2 separate regions of the Zea mays genome follow, and region 1 is linked to region 2. A link is a contact called in public Hi-C data. All regions are on one chromosome and are shown on one strand. The core of a region is the stretch at or near the end of the contact, and the rest is flanking DNA. Distances in the headings are between cores, read along the strand shown.

Region 1 (2,704 bases), core at 126-2,625, 350 kb before region 2:
CTCCCAATGCATGCAATCAACACTACCAAGCATACCAGGAAACCCACGTGACTCGCCAACTTGGAGAAGGCGTGCGATATCTTCTGCATTTGGTGCACGAAGATAGTACGGAGCAAACGCGGTTTGGACGGCCGTGCAAAAGTGTTTCAATGCCTCATGAGCAGTAGATTCGCCAATACGCACGTATTCGTCAACGGCATCAGCTGGAATACCGTAAGCAAGGATTCGAACAGCAGCAACAACTTTCTGTAGAGCAGAAAGACCCATCTCACCCGCACAATTTGGACGTTGAATAAAATAAGGATCCACTTGTTGCACAGCATCAACAAGGCGCTCAAAGACATGGCGACGCATGCGGAACCTACCATAGAATTCATGTGTCATAATAGGGGTCGTAGAGTTTTGTACATGGTAAAAAGAATGTGTTAATTGTAAATACCTCCTACGAAATTGAGCATCCGTGTACACGGGGTTGGCTCCAAAGTAGTCCGCTCGGATTCTTGCATCGCCGCTCATGTGATCACGATGAATCCTAACACGCCCTGGAATCGAACCACCATGACGACGCTCATTGCGTGCACGTCGCCTCCTATTGACCATGTGCCTCGCCAACTGCAACTCTTCTTCTTCCTCTTCCATTTCTTCCATCAAGCGCACAAGAAAATTGTTTTCTAAGTAGGGATTCATGGTAGTCGAGTTTGTAAAGGCAAGGTTGAGTGAAGTATGGAAGGGTCACTTGGTATTTATAGAGGAAGTACGCTTCGGATAGAAGACAAGCGCTTGTCGTGCAAGGGAAGCAAGGCTATGGCTTCTCGAAGAAGAGTACTGGCTTACGGTGCAAGATTGTCCATTTTAAAACTTATTTTGGCAACAATATTATAGTATGTGGCGCGTTACCCACAACAATTACACAACAACAAAACAATCAATGTAATTATTATTGATATTTCGAATTTATTGCTTTAAAAATTAATAAATACAATTTTTTCGGATCATTTGTATAGTGTCAAATGAGAACAAAACAAAGAAAAATGAAAAAGAAATGGAAAATGTGAATCTGTTAACACTGTAGCTATAGGGGATGGAATTTAGAGGACGCTGCTGGAGACGGAGAATATATAGAGGACAGAATCTTTTAGAGTGTTCTGTAAAGGACAGAGAATATTCCTTTAGGGGACGAAATTTAGGGGATGCTGCTGGAGACAGTCTTATCCAGTACGCCCTCACCATCACCAACTCACCATCACCAACGCACGCGAGGCAGCCGCTGGCGCGCTGGGCCCGCCTGTTCCCCGAGGCCCGGTCTGTCGTGCGTTCCCATCCACCCGCTCCGGAGTCCGGACACGCGCTCCGCACCCAGGCGCAAGGGTGGTTTGGTTGGCCTCCGCCCCCGCGTCGCCTCGTCTCTGGGCCTGCTCGCCTCATTGCCCCCCGTGCTGCCTACGCTTTTGCCAGCGCGCGCCCCACCACCACCGGAAAAGAAATTCCCCAATTCTACTCCACCCGGCGCGCTCTCCCCACGCGCATCCGGATCCGTCCGCTCTGATCGAGGTATGGCCTCTCGAATCCGCGTTAGATTCGTCCCCTGTCTCTTCATCCGAACCCGCGTGCTGAATTTTTCGTTTCTACCGGGTAAATTTGGGGTGGTTGGTTGGGTGATTTTGCATAAGAAGTGAGTTGATCTGGACTCTGTGCCTGCCTGTGAGGGCGAGGAGGGCATGGACGAGTTCGAGCTGGAGGACAACCTCGAGTTCATCCTCCAGAGCATCCAGGAGCTGATGGAGGACCCGGGGGACAACAACGCCTTCGGAGACGCCAACCAGAACGAGCTCTTCGCCAGCATCGTTAACTACGACCAGGTCTGCTATCGATGTTTCTTCCGTGTGGTGGTTTCATCCGGGGATCGCTGTTTTGTCGGGGATGAAATTTTGATCCCCTCTCCTCGTTTTTTTCCTGAGGAATGTGTTATTGATTGTCTTGCAGGAGAACATGCTGCCCGACGTGTCTGCAGCGGACGTTGCTGCAGGGAAGGACATTCAGGGGATCCCGTGGGAGAAGATGCTCTTCGGGAGGGATAAGTACCGGGAGATGAAGATGAAGAACTACAGAAATTACCAGAATCTAAGTTACGCACGGGAGGATGCTTTGCAGGTACTCAACACTTGGTCATTTCATATTTCCCCCAATCGATGTCCACTCAAATTCTATTTTTAACAGTAGAATGTTCAACTCACTTATGCCCAATACTCCTAGGTTGCTTCCACATAGTCATGAGTCTGTGGTAAGGTACAGTCGTGGATATATATACTGTGTATGGCATCATGCTTGGTTTTTACATGCGAAACATTGAAAACTTTAGGAATATTGATATTTTTCTGAATTGTATTTTTTTGATAATGGTCCTGAATCGCACTTGTGTTGCCTTTTCATGTGAATCACAAGCCAAGCTATGATAATCAAATGTCTTATGTAAACAAATTTGTTCGACATATCTAACCTAGATATTTAATTGCCTCAACATTTTAGTGGTATATTTTGTTGACGTATTCCCTTCCCAACATGGCATTTAACACTACATTATATTGTTTATTTATGTATGTGGAATGAGATAGACGTGGCATTGAAGGCCTCTTTTTTTAATAGGGTTCTGGATTCTTAAATCTATGTTTCTGAATCCTTTTCTGCCTATAAATTTCTTGGGTGA
Region 2 (2,700 bases), core at 89-2,588:
TAGTGGGCCAGGCTTCGCCCTACTCCCCAGTTATCATCGTTAGTTGATATACGCTGCACTAGAAGCAATGTTTCTTATTGTTGAACTCCGTTTCATGTAATAACTCAAGTACTCCATTAATATGTGATTTTATGCTTTATTGTATTTCTATGTGTCTAACCTTCACGTGAGCAAGTGGTATTCGATCCTTAATGAGTGGTTTGATCGGACTAGACCCGACGGTCTGACCGTTTATTCGGATTATTTAAGTGTGTCGCTGTTTCTAAGGCGAGACTTAGGCACTGAAGCTAGAATAATCTTGACGGTTTCGCTACACTCTGATCAGACATAGGTGCGTGTATATATATGTGTGTCGCTGTCGAGTGGTGCAGGGGTGACTGGGGCTTCCACCATATATTTGGAAGCACAGGGCTACCAATAGCCAATATATATACACACACGAAGCTGTAGCACTGAAGAATCATTATTATTACATGCATGGGCTGAAGCGTGCAGGCATGCATCCTATGCAGCGACGAGAACAAGTGCTACCACCCGGCCACCCACGCCCTGTACTAGCTAGATTCACACAGGATCGTAGAAGGAAGAAGAAAATAAGTAAGCTTAAAATCAAGATGATCCAATATAATCCTGCACCACCATTGGCCTCCTTGGATCACAGCAGCCAACATCAGAAAGGGGCCGGACCAAAGTGGAATCTCCGGTAATGACAAATCATTCCACCACCCCCTCCTAGGAGGATATCGTTTTCGGAGCCAATTAATTAGTATAGGTAGCTACCAATGCTGGGGATTGAGAGAGGTGCCCCGCGCCACTAGATAGACACACTACACGTACTAGCTAGCCACCACAGCCAGCCATGTGGGATCGTCGATCGATCGATCGATTCGAATGCAGGCGGAGCTGGATTCCACTCTACTGGTTGTTGGGCTGCTGCTTTCGCGCGCGAAAGCACACACACGCACAGTTTAATTTCCCTTCTTCCCCGGCCGGGCCCCGTACGTGGAACCATCGACAAAGAGAAAAAAATCAGAAGCATATGTATCCATGCTTCCAGGGAAATCGAGTGGCCAATCTACAGCTAAACAATCTAGAGCATCTCATGCATGTATGTATGTGCACAATTCAGGCTAGCTAGAGCCTAGGAACCAGCAACAACGACGTACGTACGTACGTTTATTCCCACTGAGCTGGGTTAATGATTGTGAGCCTCCCTCACGCGCGAATATTAGGCCCGAATGAAAAGGACGCGCGCTTTCAGTTGCAGCTAGCACTGGAGAGCTCGATCTGGTTGTGGTGTACTCGTAGCAAATAAACGTGAGGGTACGTACGGAGATGCATGCATGTCCACTGACGGACGACCTGCAGAGATATTGCAGCGTGTAGTGTAGTGATCAGTCGTCGTCACTGTCCTTCTCCCGGCCGGCCTTCTTTGTTGCATAAACAAAACTGTGGTTGCTGTAAAGGAATATATATATATAGAGAGAGAGATACAGCAGCGTTCGTGCGTGAGCGAGGAAGAAGCTAGGAAAAATCAGCCCTCAAGCTAGAAAAAGGCGCGAGTCGCGTCCCGGAAGCAAGCGGGTTGGCTTGCCCGTCTCTTTATTTTGCATTGTGTCGATCGGCCTTTTGTACGTCTTTGTTCGAATTCCAATGGCACATCGATCTCACGTACAGTTTGCTTTAAAAGCATGTACGTATGTATGCTTTGCGTTGCGCAAGAGGTGCACGTGTCGACCGGTAGCGGTAATAAACCTAGAGTGGAGAACTTGTTTATACTTTTTGTGGTCTTGTACGCGCGTGTTTCGTTTCAAGAAAAGGCGGTCCAGACCAAAAATATTAGCGCAAAGCATATCCAATATTTTTATAAAAAAACTTTGAGGGTACTTTATCACAGAATTTTTTTTCATGGCTTTGTTTATGATAATTAAGGATTTTTTTTTTTTTTGTTGTTGTGCTCACTTGTTGAACACATGGCGCGGCTGGCTTGGCAGCGGAAAAAATGCCGTTCGCCTAAAACGTGCAGCCTGCTCTGCTCTGTTTTCTGCCCATGGGCATGCTGCACGCCGGCCCACTGTTCAGCTGCCCGTAGCTGTGTAACATTCAGCTTAGCAGCCCAACAATATCCCTTGCTGCGGGAGCCCAGTTTAGATTTATTTTTTCCCCACATTCATTAACCTTGTGCGGACATACCCTCCTAGGGATGGCAATTGGACCCGTGGGTATGGATACCCACGGGTTTCGTACCCGATGGACATGGATATGGGTTAGAAAACTCACCCGTAGATCATGTCGGGTCGGGTACCCGAAATACGTCGAGTAGGGTACGGATAGTATATTTTACCCATGGGTATCCACTGGATACCCGAAATATTAATTCACAATTTCACATGTTGTGTTTTGGGCCCATGAAGCAAAGCAAAAAAAAGCCCAAAGGCAGTGGGACTCATTGTTGGGTTGTCCTATTCCTATTCACCTAACCCTAACCGGCTAACCCTAACTCCCTGAGACAGACAGACAGGCAGCCTGCAGCCGTCCATCCATTCATCCGCTAAGAGGAGAGGGAGGCCGGTCGGCCGGTGGAGCGGAGATGAGGGGGCAGACAGGCCGGTGGCGAGGAGGCAACGGCATTGCGGCGTGGTGGGTGGCCGTCGTGGCCCTGCAGCTGGGCCATTTGCTGAGCGGCGCGCGGGCGGGGCT

Evidence for each region. Hi-C and Micro-C count contacts between places; a contact is called where the count stands out from the background.
Region 1: a Hi-C map of leaf shows a contact between it and region 2, with 5 times the contacts expected there. The contact joins the promoter of LOC100274157 here to the enhancer-like site in region 2. A contact is called at or near these places in 2 of 25 Hi-C or Micro-C datasets (bundle sheath and leaf).

What each region holds. Positions count from the first base shown.
Region 1 is chr1:222,414,773-222,417,476 of Zm-B73-REFERENCE-NAM-5.0, forward strand. It overlaps LOC100274157 (Transducin/WD40 repeat-like superfamily protein), which reads left to right and starts at 1,376. Exons shown (of 10, transcript NM_001148535.2): 1 at 1,376-1,551; 2 at 1,674-1,859; 3 at 1,984-2,151. The coding sequence starts at 1,719. LOC103643318 (protein ALP1-like) reads right to left here and starts at 712. Exons shown (of 2, transcript XM_008666471.4): 1 at 440-712; 2 at 1-361. The coding sequence starts at 687.
Region 2 is chr1:222,765,408-222,768,107 of Zm-B73-REFERENCE-NAM-5.0, forward strand. No RefSeq gene overlaps it. Among protein-coding and RNA genes, the nearest start is that of LOC100282913, 21 kb to the right of the region's middle. Within about 2 kb of position 1,339, at least 15 of the 20 cell types and tissues checked have an H3K27ac peak or open chromatin away from gene starts, as enhancers often do. A contact at or near this core is called in bundle sheath and leaf, where this site is marked.